Linked DNA regions of Rattus norvegicus: region 2 is linked to region 1. Evidence: chromatin contacts called from public Hi-C data. All regions are on one chromosome and are shown on one strand. The core of a region is the stretch at or near the end of the contact, and the rest is flanking DNA. Distances in the headings are between cores, read along the strand shown.

Region 1 (5,509 bases), core at 551-3,050:
GATGCAGTTACTCAGCCCATCCGTGTGTGTTCTGCAGAAGACTTTTGTAAACAGCCTTGTGTGTACAGTCTTCGTTACAAATTGGACACTTATTTCTGACCAGAGTTTTACAAAAGTCCAGCTCACTGGTTTCTCCTGGAGTCACCTGCAGCTTGTTTTCTGTAATTCTCTAAAGTCACAGCACTGGATCTTAGCTAACAGTGTTGGAAAGTTAATGGTGCCCTGGGCCGAGCAGAATCCTCTCTCTCTCTCTGCCTGAGAGCTCCAATCATACTCTTTATCCTGATAACAAATAAAGTACAATGTCACTAGTTTTTCCAAACCATCGATGTCATGATTTTACAATTAGAACCTTTGGGAGAATTTATCTTGTAGTCAGCAGGAAAAAGTGGGCCGTGAGTTCCAGTACTTCAAGAGCTACAAAGGGAGGGCTGGCCATTTAGCTCAGCGGTAGAGCACTTGCTAGGGCCCTGGGCTCGGTCCCCAGCTCCAAAAATAGAAAAAAGAAAAAAAAAAAAAAAAAAAGAACTACAAAGGGAGAACCTGGGATTTTTTGTTGAAGCAGCTGGTAAAATTCAAAACCTAGTTCTAGGTTCACTCATCACAGAACAGAGATGGTGGATAAAATTTGCCTTCTAGTAGAGAATGAAACATTTCCTGCACACCTGCCACGACTTCTGTTTACACTTAACTCCAGTCAGTTTTCTCATTGAGTCTTCATTTTCCCCCGGGTTATAGACATTACTCTTCCCACAGGCCGACTGGGGCTACAGATCGATTTCTACACAGTACTAAAATTATGTTTAGTTTACTTCTGTGAATATATTCTTTCAACTTGAAATATATTAGTTTGATATGCAGGGGGGTTTTCTGTCATGCTTTGCCTACATGTATGTATGAACACATGGGTGCCTGGTACCCTGGGAAATCAGAAAAGGTTGAAGCACTTGCAGCTTGAGTTAGGGATGATTGAGAGCCATCATGGAGATGCTGGGAACACAGGTCCTCTGATAGTCAATACTCCTAACTGCCGAGTCATCTCTCCAGCCCTTGAATAGGAATGTTGTATAAAACTCTCTTAATTGTTGGGGGCTGGGAAGATGGCTCAGTGGTTAAGAGCACTGACTGCTCTTCCAGAGGTCCTGAGTTCAAATCCCAGCAGCCACATGGTGGCTCAAAAACCATCTGTAATGAGATCTGATGCCCTCTTCTGGTGTGTCTGAAGACAGCTACATTGTACTTACATATAATAAATAAATATTTTTCAAAAACCTCTTAATTGCAATTGACAGAAACGCCCAGCTCCAACCTGCTCAACAAAAAGTGTCTATCTAAATTGTAAGCCCCAGGGTAAGGTCCAAGGACCCAGACACTGTATGAAGTGCTATGTGGGAAAACTGCACTTCAAAAAACAAGGTCGGTTTCCAACTGGGTGCATGACTGACTTCCTTCCTGCTTTCCCCTCTACGACTTGGTGTGGGTCCAGCAGCTTTGGCTGCGGTCTGGAATGCGCTCCTGTGGGACTCCGGATACTGTAGAAATGGACTAATTCGTGAATTCCTCGTCTGCGTAAAGACAGCATCACATGTTATCTGCTCATGTTGCTGGAGATGGTGCTTTCGGTACCGTCCTAAGACACAATTTCGGTTGCTGACAAAGGCAGGGGATGAGTACGCAGTCTCTATGTTTCCTGGTCTTCAAACTTCCCATAACCAGCAGCCGGACGACGTCAGGCTGTTTCAGGAGGCCAAGTAATGCAAGGCTTGAAGCCACGTTTCCGCCCACACTAGCAGAAGGGAAGCCGAAGCAGCATGCGTTCACGTGGCCCCGCGATATGACGTTACCACGCTGCCGCCGCACATCGCTTCCAGCCACACCGCCGCTGTTCTTCCGCCAGGCGGCGCCGCAGGTTGGTCACGCGCCTTGTGCGCAGCCGCGCTGGCGCTCCGGACACGTCACCACCTTCGCGTCCTTTCTGGAGAGCGCGGGAAGGAGGGCGCTGCGGGTGGTGACGTCACCGGGGTTCCCCGCGAAGCTCGCGTGGGCGGAGCTGGGGACGTGGCGTCCGCCGCGTGTGGAGCTGGATGGGAGGAGACGAGGGAGAAGAGGGGGATGGGTAGGGGAGATGGGCCGAAGGGAGCAGGAAGGTGTGGAAGGTTTTAAGGAAAAAAGGGAGTGAAGAAAGTGACTGGAAATGGGATGGGGTAGAAAGTGGAGGCAGGGGAAAGCCAGGAAGGAAGGAAGCGTGGAGGCGAGGGGGAGGCCGGAAGAGTTGGGGGAGGGGATTGGTTAAGGGTAGAAAGAGGGATGGGAAAGAAAGGAAGAGATAGTAGGAGGGATTTAGAAGGCCTGCCCTGCTCTCCTCTCCCAACACACATACCTTACTCCAGGCTCAGCCCTGAGGCCTCCAAGGTGTGTCTGTGGCTCCTTCCTGCAGTGGACTTTTCACCAGGGCAGCAGCCACGTCCGGCCTCCTTTAACCACCATCACCTCAGGAACAAAAGGCATAATACCTCAAAGACTTGGTAGTACAGTGGGTTTGTTTTGTTTCGTCTTTTTCTGTTTCTAAGGGCAGTCGTTCCCAGGAAGGTTTTGTGTTCTGTTCCCTGGCTTAACAGAAGTTTATCCCCATTCCCACCCCAGTAAGCCCTATGGGTGGCAAAGGAGTTAGAAGTGGGACCTGCTAAAGAACTCAAGGTGGGTACCAGAATTTACCTGAACACCAGCCTAATTCTTTGTCACTGTCAGCACAACACACACACACACACACTCACACACACACACACACACACACACACACACGAGTGACCTTGAGACACCCTTCCGTCCCACAGTCCTTGACTTCCAGAAAGACAGGGGTAGGAAGCTGAGGTCTGGGAAGCATCCTTTGAGCTGAGAAAAGTGGATTCCCTCTCCTCTCAGTGGGGACATAGTTGAACTATGGATACCTTTCCAGCTCTGTTATTAGGGTTTGGGTCTTCTGTAGAGCGAGTACCCAGGACCTCCTGCATGGTGTAAGGGACCCTGTGACCTTCCCTCCATGTTCTCTTTTAGTCAGTCCTGTCATGTTTATTATGACAAGACTACTTTGGGTTTCAGATGAAAGACAGCATATGAGGAATAATAAAGAGAAAGAACCCAGAAGGGATCCAGTCTTCCTTCTCATAGCCTTCAGCAGGGGTGGGCCAATGGAAGGGCTCTGTATTAGAGTCTATTTATCGAGGTCTAGCAGCAGTCACCCCTTCTGTACCTGCTTTTCCTACAAACCCACAGCGCCTGTTCTCCGTGCTCTAAGAACAGCAGCCTGTACATGGATCTTACTAGAGACAAGAGAAGGCTACAGACTGGAGGTTGAGTTTACACACAGCTTTTTACCCCTAATTGTCTGGGTTTTAAGACAGGGTCTCACTACACAGCCCAAGCAAGCCTCAAACCCAGAATGCCTGAGCCTTCTAGTACTGGAATTACTGGTATACTGTCCTGATTTTCCGCCGATGGAGAGCTTGGCAGAAGTGTGGGAGCAGAGAAAGTCCCAGGATAAGGCTGACAGTTAAATATGTGGTGCTCTGTAGTGGTTCTTTGGAGCCCAAGCTTTTTAAGTATCTGCTTCTTTTTTTTTTTTTTTTTTTTTTGGAGCTGGGGACCGAACCCAGGGCCTTGCGCTTCTTAGGTAAGCGCTCTACCACTGAGCTAAATCCCCAGCCCAAGTATCTGCTTCTTGACAGGCAGCTTCAATGTCATGTCCTGAGACTTTCTGAGCCCGGTTGACAGAACCTGTGTAGATAGAACAAGACCTTTCCTCCTGCCTTGGCTGGAAAAGCAGTGGTTCCTATCCTGAATCAGCCAACATGCTGTAGAGACCTATAGGCTCAGCCCTCAGGAACAGATTAGTGAGGGTTTGAGCAGTACCTGAGTCTAATCATCGGTGTCAGAAACTGCCTTGGAGAGCTGAGGATGCAGCTCAGCTGCTGGAATGCTGGCCCAACCTGCACAGAGCCTTGGGTTCTATCCCCAACACCGTATACATGGTGTGGTGCCTCCAGCATATAATCCCAGCAGTCAGGAGATTGGGAAAAGAGCAAGGCCTGCCCCAGCTACTTAGGCATTTCAGAACTAGCCTCGACTACAGGTATCCCTGGCTTAAAAAAGAAAAAGCTGGCAAGCTGACCCCACAGTTAGTAATATTGGCAACTCTTGCACAGGACCCAAATTCAATTCCCAGCACCCACATGATGACTCAACAACCATCTACTCCAATTCCTGGGGTCCAACTCCCTCTTCTGACATTATAGCACTAGGCACACACATGGTACACAGATACAAATGCAAGCAAAACTTGATATGATATTTTTCAAATATTAAAAAGGAATCGTGAAGAGCTAAAGGGAGTTTGGTCATCCTGAGACTCAAAGCAAGTGCTGCCCAGACTGACCAGGTCTCTCTCAGGGACTTGAATTTGATAGTTTCCTTGGCTTGGTGGCTCCTGCATCAGGAAAGAGGAGCTCAGTCCACTGTCCTCAGTATGTCAGCAACAGTCAGTGTTTAGTTTACATGCTGTGAACTGGCTAAAGAGATACTTTCTCACCTGGGACCAGCAGGAAAGTATTTTGGCCATATTGAGCCCTTCAGGTCGGCCCTGGCTGGGGAGCTGTGGTAAAGGACAGAGCCAGAGAGCAGGAAGCCTCCCAGGGCAAGCCAGTGTCTACTGTCAGCCTCTTGTAGATGTGTTCAGGAATATGATATCAGCACAAGGCAGAGGGTAGGAAACTCTAGATGAAGGAACAGGCTGACTTCTCTGGGTCGGGGAGGGAAAGCTGACTGGGGGAGGGGAGGAGTTGCAGATGAACACAGTACCTGGAGGTGGAGAGAAACCTTTACCACCACACTGGGAGAGTTGCCACTGACACAGACCCATGGTCATCTGAGCTCTCAGCTGCTAAGTCCATGGAAAGATATGGCTGTAGTGGGAGAAGGAACGTTGGCCTCACTGAGCATTTGTGCAGCCTTTACTAACTGTCGGCCACTGGGCTGGACATTGGCTACAGCAATGAAAGCTTTGTTCCCGAAACGTTTGTATCCTTGTGAGGAGAAAAAAGAGACAGTATATGAAAATGAGATGCAGTGTGTCAGACAGAGACAGGTGCTGTTGAGAAAGTCAAACAGTGGGGGAGCAGAAGGAAGTGTAAATCTTGTTCCCTCTTTATTGTTTTTAAAGCAGGATGTGGGCCTTCTCAGTGGGCTGGACTACACCAAAGGGCAGCACAACACAAGCCCTCAGTCTCTTGTCCAGGCAGCTTTGGTTGGAGGTTTGTTTGACCCTACCAACTCCTCAACCCCCATGGTTTCAAATTAAGCTGGTTATGACAGCTTATAACTGATCTCAGTACCCTGGGGGCTAGGGCAGGAGAACCAGAGTTTGAGGTCAGCCTCGGCAGCAGAGTAGGGAACAGGGATGTAACTCAGTCGGCATTAGTGCTTGCTTTGGACACACAAAGCCCTAGCTTAGATT
Region 2 (4,974 bases), core at 1,548-4,047, 210 kb after region 1:
AGCACCATTACCAGTAATCTGACGTTCTTTGTTCTTTACTTCTTTAGTTTCTTTCTTCTCCTCATCTCTTCTTTCTTTCAGCCGAGAAGGGGAGGGAGATGTGGATCTATGTCGCCTTGGAGACCTAATGTTTGTGAAGTAAAGATGTTATAAACACACGCAAGACAATTCTGTTCATCTGCACAGTCTTCTGTGAGCTTCTGTCAGGGAAGACTCATCAAAGCTACAGAGACCAGAGTCCCCTTTAGAGCAGATATAAGAAGGATCTACCTGGGCTCTCTGATGCTCGGAAGAAAAATATTTATCCAAAAGTTATCAATATGACTAAGTCTAGAAAAGTCTGTGTTTCTAAGATGAGGTGGATTAGACAGAGAGAGGATCTGTAGCTAAGAACAAGTACTGCTTTAGCAGTAGACCCAGGTCTGGTTCCCAGTCACCAACAACAGCACTTCCTGGAATCTGACGTCCCCTGGCCTCCATGGGCATATACAGGCATGTATGTGGTACATGTAAAACTCATATAAGTGTACATACATGCATGTATACACACATACACACACACACACAAAATATTTTAAAAGTTTGAAATTGGGCCACTGAGATGGTTACAGAGGTAAAAGTGCTGGACGACCTGAGTTGATTCTAAGGACTCAGGCAGTGAAAGGAGAAAAGTGACTCCCAAGTTGTCCCTGACGTTCTCTTACACATCTGCACATCCCTTCAAATGCAATAAAAAAATTTACAAATGAACACACACATGTCTTAGAAGAATCCCTCCCTCCCCGTGGGTCGCATACTTACATTTCTTACTCTACCAAATACCATTCTAAGGGGATTTCATTCGTTATTCCTGCTGCTCTTACAGAAAACTCCCTGGAGCTGGAGCGGTGGCTCAGCGGTTAAAAACACTGGCTGGCCTTCTAGAGGACATGGGCTCTAGCACCTGCAGCACAGCTCACGGCAGTCTGGAACACGTTTCTGATGCACCAGGTACAAACATATACGAAGGCTAAACACTCACACCCAGAAAATAAGATGGATAACTTTTTTAAAAGACGATGCTGATGCAGTGTAATTAAACCATTGGCCAAGAGTAATGCCAACTTTAGAATCCTGCGATTAAACTTTGCCATTCCATGAAACCAGAGCCCCCTTCTAAGGGATAAAGGCAAAGTCAGGGGCACCTTCTGGACATCTCTGTAGCCAAGCTTCTGGCTTTTCTCGTCTTGTTTTACTTCATGTCTACACTCACCTGGAGCGTCTTCGGTGTGGGGATCTTGAGCGGCTCCGTCTGCGATCTCTCTCCCTGGACCTGGACCTTTCTCGGCGTCTTCTTTCTCGATCCCGAGATGTGGACCGGGATCGCCTACGTTCTAAGACACAAACACAGCAGAGCTACAGGTTAATTTGAACACCTAGAGCTGTCCTATTCAAGTATAATGCAAGTCACTTCTAGTAGTCACAATGAACAGTTTTTTAAAAAAAAAAGTCTGCCGAGCATGGTACTCAGGGAAGAGGCAGGCCCTGTTCGTGAGTTCAAGGCCAGTCCACGAGTTCCAGAATAGCCACATCTAAGTGATAGAGAACCCTGTCTTAAAAAATAAACAAACAAACAAGAAGTAATTCTTGTGCATAGTGACACACATCTGTAACACCAGGACTGGAGAAGTGGAGGCAGAAAATGTAATCATTCAAGACTAATGTCTATTATGGTAAGGCCCTGGCTGTGTGTGTGTGAAACAAAGGTTGGGGTATTGCTCAGGGACATGTGCGAGGCACTAGGTTTGGTTCTCTTCAACACAAGCACACACACACACACACACACACACACCGAAAACCTACTAACACATCAACACATAACTTCACTTAAATTACTTTAAAGTCAAACAATGTGGTATATTTAAAATCACCCATATTTCGATTGCTTATACAATGGCTTAATATCTAATTAGGTTATCCCTCCAATAGGAATTATATTCTTAACATAAAGTTTTGTGGTTTTGAAAGTATGGCTGTGTATGAGGGCATTGTTCAATTTACCACTATCGTACAAATTAGTAAAATGGTCAAAGTAAAGCATAATAACACAAAATTGGTATTTTCCTCCCAAAAGGAAAACCAATCTATTGAAAATTTACAGCACTTTGACGGCTCAATTTGCTCGAGGCCCTGGTTGCCTAGTAAGAAAATTGAGTATACATCAGTTGAAGGTGAGCCTTGTTCTAAACATCTAGAGACTAATTCTAATCCCTTAACAGGACCAAGGTCACAGTAATCCTCTGAGTTTGCCCCCAAATCCCACCTTAAACCGCCTCAGTCCTGTACTCTTAGGGGCTGGGATACAAAAGACATTAGGATATCCTGTCTCAAACTCTAAACACTTTCAACTAATGACCTAGGCAGGGAACTTATATTTTTAGTAAGCATTTATAAGCCAAGGCAATCACTTGCTGAATGTTATGAGGGTGATGTTAATTCTCACACCAATATTTCAAGGTAAAGTTATCTAGGATGATTACGAGAATTGAACTAGAGAATGGCGGGCTGATTTATGATTTAAGCACAGTCCCCCCAGAAGCTAAGGGAAGGACTGTGGAACTCTTAATTCAGGGCGGGGCTGAGGAGAGCAGGCCCCGGCCTCGCCCCGTCCCACATTCTCCCCGTCCCTCGGGGCTGAGGACGTGGGTAGCACTGGTCACCGTCCCAAGCCGCGAGATTTTCTGGACTCACCCCTGCGCGGGGAGCGGCTACGACTTCGACCCATCGGAGTCCTACTCCTCCTCCGACCGCCCCGGAAACGACTCCATAACTTCCGGAGCAGCCGGAACTTGATTTTTTTTTTCCTGGCCGACTGGAAACTAGCAGGACGCGTTGCGAGGGTTCCGGCTGCTCCAGCAAACCGACTACCTAGGTCCTGTCCCGGATGTCGCCCCAGGGCCTGAAGTTCCTGAAAGAACTTGTGGCGGATTCTGCTTCTTCAAGTTAGGATTTCTTCCTTCTTGTCGCAAAGTACTTTGACCCCTTTGTCCTTCTGGAGAACTCACCTAGCTGTGCATCGCTCCACCCAGCATAATTCTCTCCTGTTTTCCCCAGCGTTTCTCCACACATTGAAAATACATCACACTAGTTCTTTTTTGTTCTGATTTTTGAGACAGGTTTCACTAGCCCTGGCTAGGAACTTACTCTGTAGACCAGGCTGGCCTCAAACTCAGAGATTTGCCTGCCTCTGCCTCCCAAGTGTTGGGATTAAAAGAGTGCATCACAGTGTTTAGGTCGCATGAATTCTAATCAGCATGAGCTGATTTTTGACTTTTGCACGTGATTCTTATTAAGTCAGCTTTAAATTTTCTCAGATGATAGCACCCTGGACTACTATGGCGGTGTGAGAAAGTTTTAATTTTGTACGTATGTGGGTGTCCCTAGAGCCTAGAAGAGGGCTTGTATTCCATGCAATTGGCCATTTAGAACCTCCTGACAGTAGGCACTGAGAAAAGGAGCAGCAAATGCTCTTACCAACTGTACTCTGCCATCTCTCAGCCTTTTTACTTTTGTTAAGTAAAAGACTCCATCCTACTCCTGAAAAGAACCTCCAGAATGTTGCCATAACTTTCCAAATGAAAGGCTTTATGATGCACACACACACACACACACACACACACACACACACACACACACACACACACACACACACACAGAGTGAATGGAAGTGCAGCCTCCACTGATGGAACCAATGCTAGGTGATGCCAGTCAAAGGCTGAGGCTTGGCTTTTAGAACAAAAACTTGGGAGGAGGCAGAAGAGGCTAGTTTTAGTTTGAAAACCTTTGGTCCACAAGTCATCATGTAAAAAAAAGTAAACACAATTAAATACATACATTTTTGTAAGCTTCTTTAATACCTGTTCTCAACTTAACTAGAATTCCCACCATGAGGCCTGACTTCCATATTTTTGAGATTATGGCATAATGTGTGTCAAGGTGTGGAAGAGCATTAGGAGTCTCTCGTCATTTAAAAGGCAGTTTTAGGGATAATCTTGAATAAACACTACAGAAAGTTGAAGTCACTGTCCCCAGTGCAAGAGGGGAATTAGGGGAAGCCAAAGCACTGTGCGTTCGAGGTGTGAGAAGAGAGCAAAGCAACATGGGGGCTATGGGTGATCAAAAGTGGTTGGGAAGTACGATGAAATTAGTTTAGCGGCCACTTCTGAGTGCCTGCTGAACGATGGATACTGCACTCAGGCAGCACTAGGGTAAAAGGAGGGATGACGTGGTCTGTGCCTCAAGAGGCTTGCAGTCTTCATCATGGAAGCAGATGACAGGACATTTTCACAGTGTGGATAGTGTCCAGTGTGTTCCAGAAGGATAAAAGGCCACTCAGCCTAATTTGATCTTCTAGGAGGGTTTCTGTAAATAATATTCCCAAGAGTTGAGATTACCTACTGTGCTATGTCCTACTTCACTGTGATATGAATACAAGTTTGTTCACACATATACACACACACATAGGTGCATATAACATTGTGCCGAGCTTCTTTACCTGCTTAGGCATCTCACCAGTTCGAATATATATATATACCTTTTGGTTACTGAGAAAGTCAGGGTTTGTCTCTAACAGTCATAACACTGATGGTGTCCATATGGAAGACACACAGAAGAAAGTGGGCGGCTGCTTCCTTTATTATTTGAGGGCGCTTGTGCCAAGGAGTAACATGGGACATTCTCTTGCCCGAGTGCCACCTTATTAATCCAATGGAGCTCCCTCTGTGTACATTTATTCCATTCTGAGAAACTGATTTTTCTTCAGCTTGTAGGAAAACCCAAATTCTATTTTTAAATATTTATTTATTACATATAAGTACACTGTAGTTGTCTTCAGACACACCAGAAGAGGGCATCTGATCTCATTACAGATGGTTGTGAGCCACCATGTGGTTGCTGGGAACTGAACCCAGGACCTCTGGAAGAGCAGTCAGTGCT

Evidence for each region. A called contact is a pair of places that touch in the nucleus more often than the background predicts.
Region 2: a contact with region 1 is called in a Hi-C map of liver, with 7 times the contacts expected there. The contact joins the promoter of Snrnp27 here to the enhancer-like site in region 1. A contact is called at or near these places in 3 of 12 Hi-C or Micro-C datasets (kidney, liver and mammary epithelial cells).

The regions. Positions count from the first base shown.
Region 1 is chr4:120,473,906-120,479,414 of GRCr8, forward strand. LOC134486603 (a long non-coding RNA gene) reads right to left here. Exons shown (of 3, transcript XR_010065852.1): 1 at 4,586-5,509; 2 at 2,381-2,490; 3 at 1-2,080. C4h2orf42 (similar to human chromosome 2 open reading frame 42) reads left to right here. Exons shown (of 10, transcript NM_001107872.3): 10 at 1-322. Among named protein-coding and RNA genes, the nearest start is that of C4h2orf42, 31 kb to the left of the region's middle. Within about 2 kb of position 1,801, at least 85 of the 93 cell types and tissues checked have an H3K27ac peak or open chromatin away from gene starts, as enhancers often do. A contact at or near this core is called in kidney and liver, where this site is marked.
Region 2 is chr4:120,687,815-120,692,788 of GRCr8, forward strand. Snrnp27 (small nuclear ribonucleoprotein U4/U6.U5 subunit 27) reads right to left here and starts at 2,798. Exons shown (of 6, transcript NM_001108636.1): 1 at 2,731-2,798; 2 at 1,253-1,373; 3 at 12-124. The coding sequence starts at 2,764.